Linked DNA regions of Hordeum vulgare: region 1 is linked to region 2. Evidence: chromatin contacts called from public Hi-C data. All regions are on one chromosome and are shown on one strand. The core of a region is the stretch at or near the end of the contact, and the rest is flanking DNA. Distances in the headings are between cores, read along the strand shown.

The links. Hi-C and Micro-C count contacts between places; a contact is called where the count stands out from the background.
Region 1: a contact with region 2 is called in a Hi-C map of leaf, with 8 times the contacts expected there. The contact joins the enhancer-like site here to the promoter of LOC123443151 in region 2. A contact is called at or near these places in 4 of 6 Hi-C or Micro-C datasets (all in leaf) and 1 of 1 datasets of contacts at active chromatin or transcription factors (embryo).

Annotation. Positions count from the first base shown.
Region 1 is chr3H:109,254,505-109,257,795 of MorexV3_pseudomolecules_assembly, forward strand. No RefSeq gene overlaps it. Among protein-coding and RNA genes, the nearest start is that of LOC123443153, 99 kb to the right of the region's middle. Within about 2 kb of position 1,942, at least 2 of the 3 cell types and tissues checked have open chromatin away from gene starts, as enhancers often do. A contact at or near this core is called in leaf, where this site is marked.
Region 2 is chr3H:109,124,357-109,128,047 of MorexV3_pseudomolecules_assembly, forward strand. It overlaps LOC123443151 (sodium/calcium exchanger NCL1-like), which reads right to left and starts at 1,424. Exons shown (of 7, transcript XM_045119434.1): 1 at 964-1,424. The coding sequence starts at 1,366.

The DNA.
Region 1 (3,291 bases), core at 692-3,191, 130 kb after region 2:
GGTAATCAGTAATGGTCGTGCAGGCCACCAACTCGTTGACACGCACCCAAAAACAGAAAATAAAGCATTTTGGTGTTGCAAGTGCAAAACACGGGTTGGTGGCAATGCAAGGTTCGTCCAGACTGAACACTTGCCGGATCAAACGTCTTGCAGCTGATTGGTTTAACGTTAAAATGAGAGCACAAGTTTATTATTAAAGAAAGCTTGGTTGATTTGCTTGGCTATGTGTGATCCGATCCTCTTTCCTTTTTCTTTTGCGGGGTGTATGATCCGATCCTTATACGTAGATCTACCGGTCAACATAAGTGCAACAGAGTGGGACCTGCCAGTTGTCACTTGTTTTTTTAACACATTACAGATGGAGACCCTTATATATATTATTTGTATGAACGCTTTTAAAAGATTAAGCCGACATGTTATCTTGAGATCGATGAAGTCGGCATAAACATCTTCGTAGTCCACATGAACGTCTCTTCATTAAATACACATCGTCAAATGTTTTGAAATAAATGGTCTGAAATAATTCAAATTGCCAGCTGCGGCTTCGCATCCATACTGCATACCCACGTAACATGGGTGGTTACGCAGAGCCATGTGTATGGCATGATCTGCCTTTGTTGCCGTTACAAACTATAAATGTATATTTGTATGTCAAAACCTTGAATCATGCATGTTACATGTCCCCATACATCAAGGGGATGCGTGAGCCGCACCGACCTCCTAGCGTGCTTTGACTGCCCAATTGCCCATGATAGAACGAGGCAACCGTTGCATCCATTTCGGAGAAAAATACACCATAATTGCTCTTTTTTCATGAACAAGATCAGGAAACGGTTTGGTACAGCCGAAATGGGTGTCTCATGTGAACTCTCAAGTTAAAATTGCTGGCTGTGGGTGACAGGTGATGGCCACACACTTGCGACAATATGCATTATGTTTCTTGCCGGCATATTTGAAAACTGGTTTTGTGCATGCCTACCTTAGATTTCACATGGTTTGGACACACAATTTTATTATATTAATTAACGTAAAGAGTTAAAGTTTTTGCCTTGTCTATAAAAAATCGGATATAGGTACTTACACACCTTGGCAACATGATAACTAGTTTAACTAATTATTATCATGTGCTATGAATGTAAGTCGCATTGCGACTAATTTTCTGTCCCGGTTAGCAATGAAATCAATGCTTATGTTCTAGTTCAATGGCCCTGTTTGGATACTCTAACTTGGTTAGAGTTAGATTCTAACCCTTGAACTAACCTTAACTAACTCTAAGTCTAAAGGTGTTTGGATGGAAGGGTTAGATTGACAATAAATGCTCTTTTTTAATCATTTGGCTACTTTGAATCTCTCTCTTTTCCTGGACCCCACCTACTCTAACCCAAAAAAGCACCTCTTGGATGGGTTAGAGTTTTTGGGTGGGTTAGATACATCTAACCAACTCTAACCCACCTGTTTGGATCTTTTAAGGGTTAGATGACTCAAATCTAACCCACTCTAACTCTAACCCTATGATCCAAACAGGGCCAATGTGTTTGTTTGAATTCTTTGAAAAAGAACCTATGACCCAATGACAACCGGGTCCTACTCTTTTTTTTGCACAATCAACTGGGCCCTACTTGCAAGACATATGAATCTTAAGTTATCGTGACATTGTGTGCGCGGTTTCGCTCGACAAGTTTCATGTCCATATGGAGCGCACTATATATGTGATATGAAGGTTGTCCATACGACGACTCTGCCAGATCATTCTAAGGTTCATCAACTCATACATTTCCCAATCCATGCCATGCTGGGATGAAACCTAATCTTTGTGATGGTTTTAAGTTAAAACTCAAAATCATGTCCTAGTCACCCGAGTTCACTAACCCTTCAGATCTGGATAAGCTCAGTTTAAATGAGCACGTATAACGTCAGCACTTATTGCTACGTCCACACAACTACCATGGCAGTGCAAGTTGGAGGCACCCGGTGGCTTTCCATCATCACCAAGTCCTCCTCACCTTTATCAAAGAAAGAAGATGTCCTTGTCGCCTTTCTACATCATAACGAGATCGCAGCGACGCTAATCCGTTTTTGACTAACAAACATAAATTAGTGGCACAGCTTGGACAGATCGCAGATGAGCATGAAGAAAATGGCTCGCAGGCTTTGGAATAAACTAACCGCGTCACACGCAGCTTTTGAAGGAAGAAGCGGCACAAAAGCGTTGGCTCCGCGGAATGCCCGCGTTTCCGCCAAATTTGTATTGATGTTTAACACACACGTTAAATAAGTATCGCGTTGAAAAATTAGTTTATTTCACCCCCTATCATTTCAGGCGCTTCAACAAAGACGTAAAAATCGTGCGCGCGTTTGTCATCGCGCGTCGTTTATTTGTTGCGCCCGCTCCCGCACGCTGCATACTCGAGCGCCCGCTCGCAACTCCACCTACCCATCCAGCCGTGGTGCCGCCGCCGCCCGCGCCACCCCATTTTTGCCGGCGATCGTTCTGGCACTTCCCCGGCCTATCCCCCGCGTCGCCGCTGCTTCCTCCGTCTCTCTCTAGTCACCGCCGCCTCTCGCGCGCGGCAGCCGTCCGAAGAACAGCGCCCGGCCGCCCACTGCGGCTCGACGCCCGCAAGGTGTTCGACAAAACGCCCGCAAGGTATGTATTGGATTCGACTATACATTTTTTACATGAGTTTGTTGTATTGAAAGATAAACTATTTGTTGGAATTGTAATAAACTATTTGTTTGATTTGTAACGAAATTGAATTATTTTTGTTGATTTATTTTGTTTGTGTTTAATCTTTTTTATTGTGTTTTGAGCGCATATGTTGTTTGAGCGATAGTGCGCGCTGCATTTTAACGTACCTGCTGAAACTACGCGTGCGCTGCATTTTACAGCGGCCGCTAGAGCCAACGTTGGCCGCCGCGCCAAAACAGATGAAGGACGCGCCACAAACTGATTTTTAGGGTGTCACGCGTTGGACCGCTGTTGGAGATGCTTTTATATTGCGATGCGCTAGGAAGCATCTACAGTAGCATATAGTTAAGAGCATCTCCAATAGCCGTCCAACGCGCGGCGCGCTAAAAAATAGTTTGTGGCGTGATGTCCGTCTGTTTTGGCGCGGCGACCAGCACTCGCTCCAGCGACCGCTGTAAAATGCAGCACGCGCGTAGCTCCAGCAGGCGCGCTAAAATGCAGCGCGCGCTATCGCTCAGACAACATATGCTCTCAAAACACAATCAAAAAGATCAAATACAAATAAAATAAATCAACAAAAAATAGTTCAATTTCGTTATTAC
Region 2 (3,691 bases), core at 174-2,673:
GCATCAATAATTCATCTAGATGATACATATGATGTACCGTCCCACAATATCACAAAACAATTAACTGTAACATGTTAGCTGATTAACTGACCGACTAATAGAACACCTTCCGCATACACTAGAGATGATACCTACCCATCACCAAGACACCAACAATTGATCAGCAAACTAATTGGCGATATGGTTCCTTTTTCCCATAATATTTCAAAAGTTGTTCTCAAAGAATCACTGTTATTACTATACAAAAATACCGATCATAGTCAAGAGAACCCCACAAAACAAGAGAGAAAAGCAGTTCGAAGCCATCAGACAATCCTTCATGTGCAGTGGACAAAGAAAGGTAAATTATGCAAAGAAGATAACAAGAAAAGATTTAGAATAGAAAGTGGGGAAAGTCAAAGGCCGGTGACTACAAGTGCTGGTGAAACTTAAGTAAAAGTTAATGAACCGACAGATTCCAGAGAAAGCAGGGCGTAATTTGCTAGCTCTGTTTGTCCGTGGGCGTGGGTGGTTGGTTGGGGCTTGATGTTTGGTTATGAATTAGTACCAATCGTATGGTCTCCAAATAGGATAGGCTACTTTTGGGTTAATCCATGCATGTGCCAACGAAAAGAGCAAGCTGATGAGATCAGCAAGAGAAACTGGGCTAGTGCACAAGGCCAAGGTCTACCAATGGGAGTCATACAGCTTATTATGCTCTGATCCAATCAGATCAAACCAGAGGGTTCAGATCTGAAACAAATCAAAAACCGAAGAGCGCAAACATAAATGGTAGGAATTGCGTTTTACTCTTCAATCTGTTATCAACAAGCATTCACTCTTCGGTAAGATAATACTAGTATTTCTAAAGATCAGCTCGGAAGTTGCTTGAAGAGCAAATCATTCTCTCCTTCAGGGAGAGCTAGTTGCCTTGAACGAGGTGTGTTGGGTAGAATTTAAGCAAGGAAGCGAGGGCGAGCATACCGAGCACGAGGAGGGCGTCGGGGAGGGCGCCGAGGATGGGGAGGAGGAGGCCGCCGACGAGGCCGGGGCCCATGATCTCGAGCAGCAGCTCACTGCCGGCCGACAGGAACGTGGCCGCCTTGAACATGAGGAAGCCGTAGGTGAGCACCAGGAACATGTTTCCGAACACGGTGGTGGTGCACGGAAGGAAGCCGTACGACTGCTCGCACTCCTCGGCCGCGGCGGTGGCCGGCGAGGAGGAGTTGAGGCGGATGGCGGCCGAGGACAGGGGGGACGCGAGGATGGAGGAGGACGGGGTGGCGGGCATGCCGTCGGAGATGAGGCGGCCATAGGCGGCGACGGCGAGGAGGGAGATGAGGAAGGGGACGAGCGGGAAGGAGCGGCGCTGCCGGCGAATCGCCATTGCGACGGAGGAGGTGGGGGCGGGGCGTCGCGCGCTAGTGCTGGGGAGTGCGGGTGGGTGCGCGTAGCCTTATATGGTGCGATCTGAGAGATATTTTAAATTTTACTATTTTATTTTCCTTTTAGAAAGTTCCTATTCCATTTTTTACCTTCCTTTTTCTGGCGGGAAGAGAAGAGGCTGCACGCGGATCCTTTAAAGAATCCAACAACATGATGATATGGCAAGTTAAACAAGCTAAAAGTAAATATTCCTTGATTATACAGTATTTTTGGAGCTGTAAATATTCTTTCCTTAGCCGTAGCGTGCACTGTGCCATTGTTACTTTCCTTTCTACGCTCAACACACAAAACTTCATGAACACAATTGTGTCAAAATAATGATAATTCAAGAACACAAGAGAAAACTGCATAGCTGCATAAAATTGAGACGTCATATATCATATAAATTACTAAAGTAAGTTAACAAAAACACTTGAAAATCATAATTTGGATATATATTTATATGTAGTGAAGTGTATCATCGGTCCATAAACTATTTCGAGTGTCTACATAGATCCTAAAACCTTGAAAATCATCATCGAGGTCATGTAAGTGCATTGCCGAGTCATGCAAGTCCAAATCTGCCATGTCACCATTTGATCGTCCCAACTAGCGTGTTGACAGTGACATGTCAGACAAGGGACACGTTGGGAGTGTGGACCAAATATTTGCAGAAGTTTCCCCCACATTAGATCTATGTTTTCCCATTTCCACTCCTTCATTTGTTTCTATAAATCTCTTTATGGGCTTTACAAGCTTGAGGGTGAGCAAGTGTCAAGCAACGGTGCCTCGAGAATACGGGTAGTTGGCGAGCAAGATGGAGATGATGGTGTTTGTGGTGAAAAGAGGTGGCTCCTTCTCTAGGTCAATGGTGGCGACAAAGACATCGACATTTGTAGGTCGGAATAGCATGTAAGCATACCATCATTCCGGGTGGCCAACACCAATTCACGACTCACGCAACTCAAACCTCTATCGCTTGTTATTGGGATCTCGTCCCCAGAGACAACACATGCTTGCTTGCACCAACGACGGAGACATGTCCTAGGCAGGCCTTGTCGTGGCATGGGGCGTCAGGCTCAAGTCCCTCCCTTACTATAGCATTTAATGTAGCTACATTGCTACCATAAATGAAGGTTGCTTGGGCCGACCTGGACCTTGGGCTGTTTTTGGCGCCACTAGTGCTTGCACCTTTAGGTGTGGGCTAATTCCTATCATGGTGGCCTTCTCATACTCATGGGCTTCGACCACGTCTATATAAACCATAGTGGCCTCTCTAGTGTTGAGTTGACCTTTCTAGTGTTGAGTTCGGCATGCTCAACTGATTTGCCTCCACCATAGTGACACGCCTGTAGGAGATATGCCCTAGAGGCAATTATTATTGTTGTTATTATTATTTACCTTCAGGTTTGTAATTTATGTTTATGATCTATGCTATAATTGCAATGGTTTTTGAGTTTGTATCCAAGAGACTCGGAAGAAAACTCATGTGCATGTGTGGAATAATAAACGGTAAAAGGATTCCTAGTCACGCCTCTAAGACAGCTCAAGTGTTGCATGATGGTTCCATTTTCGATCATGGGCATGAGTATGCCGACAATTTTGAGGACATAATGTTAGAAGAACACTTATGTTGAACCGACCCAATTCTTGTTATGCTATGAGATACATTCGTCACAAGCTAATGGTTTATAACACAGAGAAAGTTAAATGTTTGCATAATTCCTTAGACCATGAGGGTATTGGGTTCCTTCATACTTGCTTCGTGAACTTTGGGGTTGTTAAACATCATCTATAGTACGGTGGCTATTATGAAGCTTATGGGGTCACGGAGAAGTATGACAAGGCCTAGATAGCTCAAGATTGGGATTTGATTCTCCGACAATGGAGAAATATTCTTGGGGCCCTCTTGGTGTTAGGCTAACCATCATCGTCTGGCTAGACATTGTAATTTGATCACAAGGATGCCGGAACACGAGAACGACAAAAAAATACAATAACGATAACGGAAACGAGGAAATTGGCATAGTGAACAAGTTGTTGATCATAAACATATTGATAAATCTCACCTCGAATATCTATAACATACTGTGAAGCAACGAGAACAACTCATGTAACTAATGGTTCTCTCAAATATTAATTCGTGTGGGTATAGGGTCAATATGGATGTACAAGGTTTCTATCGATCATTGATCGGAAGGTGTTCGGTCATGTATGTACTTCAGCGACCCTACAAGGTCACATGCTTAAGGGTCATCTATCTTGTGAGTAATAGGAAAGGAGTCTG